2 separate regions of the Zea mays genome follow, and region 1 is linked to region 2. The links are chromatin contacts, called in public Hi-C maps. All regions are on one chromosome and are shown on one strand. Each heading gives the region's core, a stretch centred on a gene start, on an enhancer-like site or on the middle of the called end of the contact. The rest is flanking DNA. Distances are from core to core; before and after follow the strand shown.

What was found. A called contact is a pair of places that touch in the nucleus more often than the background predicts.
Region 1: a Hi-C map of leaf shows a contact between it and region 2, with 2.1 times the contacts expected there. The contact joins the enhancer-like site here to the promoter of pco103560(319) in region 2. A contact is called at or near these places in 7 of 25 Hi-C or Micro-C datasets (bundle sheath, ear, leaf and 1 more).

What each region holds. Positions count from the first base shown.
Region 1 is chr1:265,126,574-265,130,837 of Zm-B73-REFERENCE-NAM-5.0, forward strand. No RefSeq gene overlaps it. Among protein-coding and RNA genes, the nearest start is that of LOC542416, 49 kb to the left of the region's middle. Within about 2 kb of position 1,543, at least 18 of the 20 cell types and tissues checked have an H3K27ac peak or open chromatin away from gene starts, as enhancers often do. A contact at or near this core is called in bundle sheath, ear, leaf and 1 more, where this site is marked.
Region 2 is chr1:264,985,354-264,990,044 of Zm-B73-REFERENCE-NAM-5.0, forward strand. It overlaps pco103560(319) (Protein P21), which reads left to right and starts at 2,167. Exons shown (of 1, transcript NM_001154054.2): 1 at 2,167-3,118. The coding sequence starts at 2,215. The coding sequence ends at 2,907. LOC100284041 reads left to right here. Exons shown (of 5, transcript NM_001156939.1): 5 at 461-764.

The sequences.
Region 1 (4,264 bases), core at 293-2,792, 140 kb after region 2:
TTGGATACTCCCCACCGTCTTCACTAAGAGCTTTTGGCTGAGACATCGTGGGTCTCGTTTCCTCCGGTTAGGGATGACAATCGGACGGGTAGGACATGGATATATGATTCGTGAATCCATAGCCGCGAGACAAAACTCAACCCATATATGTATCCATATACGTTCATGGGTATTGATCTGTACCTATATCCGTACCCGTCGGATATCCGCTATACCCAACGGATATGTGTTACTCGCCCGCCCACTATAATTCAACATTTAGCACTAAACAATAATTTTATCACAATCTAATAATTTCACCATTCCAACAACATCAAACAACAATATTAAAACTAAACAACATGTTATGCATGGAAATTGAAAAATGTGAATTTAGGATAGTATAATGAATTTGGATGGCCCACATATCAGATACCCATCGGATAATGTAGAAATAGAGTGTTGCCCTTGCACATACATGTATCTTTGCTATGCGAAATTATATTAATTTGGCCTGATGACCTGCGTGGGCTAACGTACTTACGACGGCAGCTGGTGTACATGTGCCAATTGGTAAGCTGGATGTCGCTTGCCCGTGTGGTCGCATTCGGTCGCTACCTAGCTAGCACTTGTCACGCTTGGCTGACATATTGTTTATCCATCCCTCTCTTTATTTTTTTCATTCGGGCAGCATTTGGAATGCTGTCAGGGAGAGATATGTCGTCGTCAATCGATATACTAGTAGTGATCAAATGGGAGTACCACCTACCAATAATTCTCTTGATACGGTCGAACGTCTCTCTTACCCGTACACCGCACACTTCCTTTTTCCTCAGTTCTTCCGGCCCTGAGAGACGAATCTATTCATTTTAGAGAGTGCATCTACACCCTCTACAAAATACAAAACTAGTCATAACAAATATTTTTATAAATACTATAATTATTTATTTTATACTATATTAAAACATCAGTTTCAACCATCGTCCCGTATCAATTTTTTTTTTCAAAAAAACCTATATTTCTTTAGAATTAACTCGCACCCCTACAATCTTTTCTCTAATACTATAATAGGAGAGTTTATATAAAAAATAAGTTAAAATTATGTATAAGTGAGTGTTTGAATCTTGTTTGTTGGCTCCATATTCACAACCACCGAATCAATAGAAAAAATATATTTTGTGATCTATTAAAACAAAATTTATCCTATATCATATATATATATATATACTGTAGCAATGCACGGCCATATGACTAGTTTTTTTAAAAAATTTGACTAAGTTTATAGAAAATATTAGAAATATTTGTATATATAAATAAATAAATTATAAAAAATAGATTTGGTGATCTATTTGTCTATATAACCATGGACAAATATTCTAATACAAAAAAATGCTTTGTCTAACGAGGGCACCGGTGGATGTGGACCCATACGGATGAAAATCACGGGCCCGTTAGACCCAGAAACAAATGACCTTCCGTGGAGTCTGCTAGACGGCAAAGGGCGCACGCCTTGGGCCAGCCTACTTCCCTTTTTGGACCGCCGGGCCAGTCACCTGCAAAATCTCCATCCAGAATTGATGGTGGGCCTTGAAGATGACGCTGCCGTTGCGGGACGTAATGGACGGTCCCAGAACCAGAGGTGATGGATATGGAAGTAGAAAGAACACAGCGAGGCCCGTTTTCCCGATTAGTTTTGGACACCAGAGACCGAGGAACGGGGCTGTTAACGGCGAATGCAATGCCTCTGTTCATCCATAGCATAGCATATGCATACCCTGTGCAATCGGCAGTCGATCAGACAGAGGCAAGCTGGTCCAGGTTGCCCCGCGCGAGCTGTCTGGACGGCTCACTGAAAGCATGTCGGCCGTAGCGCAGGTCGGGCCGGCCGGGACGTGCACTGCTCGCTCACTGACACTGCCATTCTGGTGGTACGCTGTTTCTCAGGACATCGATCCGACCATTGCTTGATCCGTCCGTCGTGAACTGAAATGGTAAACAGTGCCTGTATCACGGCCGGATGGCGGCATCATCAATGTGCGTGCGCATACTATAGCTAGATGCTAATAAACTTGCAGTTCTCCTAAGTCCTAAGTGTGGTGCATACCATCAGGCCGGCATATGCAGCGCTTCTGTACTTAGTACGCACGTATAGACAGTATACATAGACAAACAGTACTGACCGGCCGGTGTTCCGTAGCATAACCAGTATCATACCGTGCTAGTTACTATCATTCAATCGACTGTGCCTAACCAGTAGTAGCGTAGTACCGATACGGTGGCGCATGGCATGCATATACTATGCACCATGCAGCAGGGGGTCATATTAAGGGCCCCTTTGGCAGGACTCTGGCTTCTCCAAAAACGGCTTTGGTTCTGGCTCACGAGGTGAGGCCACTTCTTTAGATGAGCCAAAGCGATTCTGAAAAATCATTTGGCAAAACGGCTTATAGGTTGTTTTTCAGAAAGACCCTTATATAGTTTACTTTTTATAGACCGATACTGGTCGATCTCTCCTGTACGTGGCTAGGGATTGAGGGCAGGACCAAAAAAATAATTTGGACTGGTGGGAGGGCTATTGTGCAAAAATGACGTGAGCTGAAGCCGGGTGAGCCACTTTTTTGGCTCATGCCCTCTAGTTCATTTTGGAAAAGCACTTCACTGGTGAAGCCATTTGAAAAAGAGGTGTTTGGCAAAACTTTTGCATGAGCCAGAGTTGAAGCGGAAAAATAAGCCCTAATTGATGATTGCGGATTTATTAATAAATTTGCGCCTGTACGAAGCAGACGGCGGCGTATCAACCACAGCAGGTGTTAATTGCTGCACACACAGCACTGTCCTGACGTGAACGTATCGAGCAATGATTCTCGCTGACTAGTCTTTCTCACTCATCTTTCACGCGATCGATCGTAGTATTTAGTACTGATGAATGAATGAATGAATACTGCATCCGAGCTAACTACGGCAGTACACTGTCATCTCATCATCTCAGTCGTCGTTTAATCAGCTCCATCTCTATAGCAAGGTTTTCTTCTCGACGTGCATGGTTCTGAATCCAAACAGCTAGCCACACAACCACCTTTATTTCCAAAAAGAATGGAGCGCACGCACTTTAATTTCCAGCTGTGCATCCGTGAACGCCTCCTCTCTCGCCACAGTTTCGTAAACGTTCGTAGTACGTACGTGTGCATATATGGCTGTCCTGTCATTTTCGAATTCAATTTGTTAGCTGCCCGTGCTACATATAGTCCCCTGTACTCACCCGCAATTAAGCGTCCTTAAAAAGAATTAATGACAAACCAGTTCGCGCAATCATTCCGATTCATGCTTTCAAGACGTGGGACCGCCATTGCTATTCCTACAAAAATTAAGTTGCCGGCCGGGTTACCACATATATGAACCAGTTCCCTTTCCTTGGAACACAGTGATTTGGCATGATTCCTAGCCTCCTAGCCGGATTACTTGTATAATTTATATAAATTTTGATAAGCTAGGACGATTTCTGGATGCATTACCGGACTGGTATTCTTTGCCGAGTGTCTCAAACACTCGGTAAATATTTTATCGGCAAATGGTTCTTTACTTTTCACTCGGCAAATTAAGAATCACAAAAAAAGTAAAAAAACGAAAATATTTTTTAATTAGGGGAACAAACCTCCAACCATCATCATTGCTCTACCCATCGTTCTATCATTTTTTGAACTAAATTCACGTGTTTTGTGACAAGTGGATGATAACTCGCAAATCTCTCTCGCGCGCAACCTCCTCTACCACTACACCAATATATCACTTGTGTTTATATTATGTTTTCCTTCCCTATGTATTATAACAAACCCAGAGTAAATTGATTATTTGAGGCACTAAATGAATTAAAATGAAAAATATTATCAACTATAAAGTTGCAAAACTTTTCAAGATCTACAACTTTCATATTGATAGTTTCTTCATCTGAGGTCGTTTACAAAATTTGAATTCTAAATTTGAAAACTTCTAACATATTTTCTATGACGAGATGATTTGAAATCGGAAAATTGTCAATTATAAAGTTTCATAACATTTCAATACCTACAACTTTTATTTTGTTGTTTTTTTCCATCCGACGTCGTTTGAAAATTTTGAATTTTAAAATTCAAACAAAGTTTTGTATTACAAGATGATTTCAAACCAAAATGTTGTCAACCACAAAGTTTCATAACTTTTTAGGACCTACCATTTTCATTTTGGTGGTTTTTCGTTTAAGATCGTTTTGAAAATCTGAATTTTAATTTTTTTAAATTCAGAAGTAGTT
Region 2 (4,691 bases), core at 917-3,416:
TTGTATATCAGAAAAATAGCATGTAAATCTATAGAATCAATTTTTATCTCTCACCCCATGAATTTGAGATAGGCTTATATGATAACTTTGAAAAGTGGTGGAATGTCACATTCTAAAAAAATAACATATTCTATTAGTAAGATTCTAATTCCTCAAAATGAAATAAAACAAACGGGGCCTTAAAAAAATCAAGAGCGTAAATTATGAAATACATGGTGGCCGTCGCACATTTTTTGTCAGAAAAGGTAATATTTTCCCCTTTGTTTTTGAAAGTAAAACCTTTTTTCTTATCACTCTGAAGCTCCAAAGGCAAAAGATCATGAATTTGACATGCCAGTTGCCAGCGACGCACTCGCCACAATCATCGGAAGGACCATGTATTTGGCGCGTCCATGATCCGTACGTGGCACCCATTTCAGCCATATCAATTTGACGTCTACTGCACGCTGTTGTTTGGCAGAAATCTCCGAGCACATGCAGCTGCAAATATTCAAGCAATTCTGGATAAATTTTAGACTCATCAGACCCACATGTAGAAGTCTTGCGCACTCGTGCTGATTCGTCAACATGGGTGGAAAATTCAAGGTACCCGCGGCAAACAGTTCATTTAATTCCAACATTATCCCATATTTTCTTTTTGCAGTTTGACGTCACTTCTGGAAGAAGCGACACATTATCATTTCAACCAGTATAGGGTAATTGTGTAATGACTTGCAATGTAGTCTCATTTTCAACTTTGAATTACAAACAGGGTAACACGCGCCATTCATGTAGCACATAAATATCTTTCTCGTATAGACAACAATATAGATATTTTACACATAAAACCATATTAGCTTAATTGATATGTGTCTAAATCATGGTTATTAAAATGGAATTCGATCCAAAGGATCCAAACAGGCCTAAACTGATTCTAAACACATATATCTAGATCATAAACAAGTATAGAACATTTTTAGAAAAAAAAACAGTGTTAGTTCATATTTTCTTGATTTCAAATAGATAAATCTTAAAATTTTATACAATAATTCATATTTTTATTATTTATAAAAATATAAAAACCATCTTTATAACCAGCATGGTGATTAAATTTGTCTGGTTTTAACAATTGAAAGATGTTTGTTACCCGGTTTCATAGTTTAAGGTTAAAAATTAGACTACGCACAAGCAAAGTTTGATGGGGGAAACTTTACTTCCCATAATACTATATGTATGTGTTGCATACCCTAGGTCGTTATAGTTTTGTTCTGGATTAGACTTCTCTGACTCCAACTTATATTATATATATGCGCCAACATATAGAACACCAAATTAGGGCTTGTTCGGTTATTCCCAATATATATGGATTGGATGAGATTGGAAAAAGTTGAGAAGAAGTTTGACTTATTTGGGATTCAAACCCATCCAATCTCACTCAATCCACATGGATTGAGAGCTAACCTAGCTTCTTTAGAAATATCATACTCCCTCTATCTTAATTTAGTATTCGTTGTAGCACTTATTTTGTTTATATCTATATTCAAATTGATGATGAGAAATCTAGATACATATACGAAACACATACATTAATTATCGTATGAATCATTAAAAGGCAAAAACAAATTTTAATTTGGGACTGAGGGAGTAACATATATCTTGGCAGTGTATTTATTAGGTATTATATGGACGTTAGTGTAAATATCTATGAGCTTAGTAAACTGTAGAGAAGCTTGCCTCGGAACATTTTGGAACGAATGAGTATCCCAGAATTCCATGCTCGTCTATTAACGAACAACAGAATGCAAATATATCTTAACATTAGCAGCTGTGTGGAAATGAACGTTGCATTACGGAGCGAGCAACATTTAGTATTTAGTCGCAATATACATTCTCGACACACATTTTGGTCGAAAGGTCAAGCAGTAATGGACGCTTTATCGATCAACAAAATCCACATCAAGTTTGGCAGCGTAAATCGGATCCAGTGCATTATTTGCGTATAGCACTCCTATTTAGGATTTAGCAGACGAGCGTATACATGCCATGCCAGCAAGACAAAGCTACGACTCGCTATCCGTTTTTCCTTGCCAAACTCGTGGAAGCTCGGCGAGAAAACTGTAGCACGCAAATGTTGAATTCTTCACACTACCACAGCTATATATAGACATCATCACTACTCAGCAGCAAGACAGTTGGAGGGGGTAATTCGGAGCAGCTAGCAGACAGACAGACGAAATGGCTTCCGTCCTCCACCACCTCTTCCCGCTCGTCGTCGTCCTCCTCCTCGCGGCCGCTGCCGACGCGGCCACCTTCACCGTGACCAACAACTGCCCGTACACCGTGTGGGCGGCCGCCGTGCCGGGCGGCGGGCAGCAGCTGGACAACGGGCAGACGTGGAGCATCGACGTGCCGGCGGGCACGACGGGCGGGCGCGTGTGGGCGCGCACGGGCTGCTCCTTCGACGGCAGCGGCAACGGGCAGTGCCAGACGGGCGACTGCGGCGGCGTGCTGCAGTGCGCGCAGTACGGGCAGGCGCCCAACACGCTGGCCGAGTTCGGGCTCAACAAGTTCGACGGCCTCGACTTCTTCGACATCTCCCTGGTGGACGGCTTCAACGTGCCCATGGACTTCCTGCCCGCCGGCGACGGCTCCGGGTGCCCCAAGGGCGGGCCGCGCTGCGACGCCGACGTCACGTCGCAGTGCCCCGCCGCGCTGCAGGCCCCCGGCGGATGCGACAACCCCTGCACCGTGTTCAAGACGGACCAGTACTGCTGCACCGGCTCGGCGACGGACAACTGCGGGCCCACCGACTACTCCAAGTTCTTCAAGGGGCTCTGCCCGGACGCCTACAGCTATCCCAAGGACGACGCCACCAGCACCTACACTTGCCCCGGCGGCACCAACTACAACGTCGTCTTCTGCCCATGAGCTCCATCGAGCTGCTCAAACATACGTACCTATATAGTTGATCCAGGAGACACGTACGTGAGAAACAAATAAACTAAACTAGCACACAAATGATGAAATGAATAAGTTATTATGAATAACTTGTGCAAGAACACATTACATTATTGTTCTTCTAGCTTCAAGGTTGGGAATTGAATTATGTGAAATAATGGTATCAGATACGTTGTGTACCATAGCATCCATGCCTCCATGGCTATAGCGTTAGACTATCTCCAGCAGCTTACCATATATTCAAACTTCATTCTGTGAATAGTGCAATCTACCGGATAGATCAGTGCAAAACAGTGTTTTTAAGTAAACTATGGATAAACTGCTACAGACGGTCTTAGACCTTAGTCTAACGCTATAGAGCCATTGGTCTTAGTCTAGCACTATAGTTTCCTCGGTTGAAGAAAACATGCGTGTCATCAGGGACGGATCTAGCGGTGGGGCGGGCGGGGCTCGAGCCCCTCCTACCGTTTCGGATCCCATGGAGCCCCACTATAGCCTCCCCTAATCTAAAATATATATAATATAATGTAGAATGAGCTTTTATACTGCAGCAATTTAGTTCAGTCCCTCCTAAACTTTTTTCTGGCTCCGTCCCTGCGTGTCATACAAGATGTTTACTCTTGGCGCCCTATTTTACTTGGTTTGCAAGTACTGTTTGAAGAAGTTTACAAAGTCTGGCCGTGACTTCTACAATATTTTGTCTCTATAGATTGCAGCTGCAGCAATACGAAGACCTGCAGCCGCAGCTGCCACCCGGGCAGATACCAGTGATGCAGCGTGGACAGGGACATCCAGATTATATTTATCAAGAGAGTCTGTGCATAAGCAATAGCAAATAGCAATCCCATAGGATATATCCGGCATTTACCCCATCGGCTTGACCAAACAGGTCAAGGCTGCAGCAAAATCTCTAGCTGGGATCAGATTACTAGAATATCATATCGTCACAGGTCAAAACCACGGGCTTGACGCCTTGGCATGAGGACATCCATTCAAATTCAAGAGTGCACACGCCTGCACGTAGCAGGTACACACACTGCCCGCGCACGCCCGGCGCAGTCAGTGGACGCGGAATAGGTCATGTTGGACAACGGCAATGGCTTGTGGTCGTGGACGCTGCGTCACAAGTTCTAGATTCAAAACCTGGATCCTTCCGTCAGCGATACATTCGTGAGGAGGAAGATACGAAAGATTCGTTTCTCTTTCCACGGCGACGTAAACACAGAGAGAGATGATGCAACGGTGAAGGGTATCTCTTCTCTCCACATGTTTTGTTCATTACAAGCTGTACAAGTTTGCTATATAGAAAGATAGTTTCTTAAGAATAGGTTCAGTAATAGTCCACATAACTATTTACTCCCTCCGTTTCGTTTTATTTGTCGCTGAATAGTACAAAATTGAACTATCCAGCGACAAATAAAAAGAAACGGAGGGAGTATTTGGTTTTTAATTTAACACTCTCTTGGACGAGTACCATGACTAACTTATACCACGTTAAAACTTGGGGAAAAAACCTAGTGGAGGGAAGTGAAGAAAGACTGTATAGTATCACTCAATCTATTGCACTTTTTGCTTGGTTATTAAAATCACTTGTGAGAAATTTCAGAAAAAAAACACACATAATAACCAAAAGAGTACAATACTCACCTTTAAGTCAATTACAACCTTCAAGGTTGTGTAGGTTACTAACTTCAGAACCGAATAATGAGGACTAACATTCATGGATGTCCTCCTTCTGAGTTCTACGGGTCTCC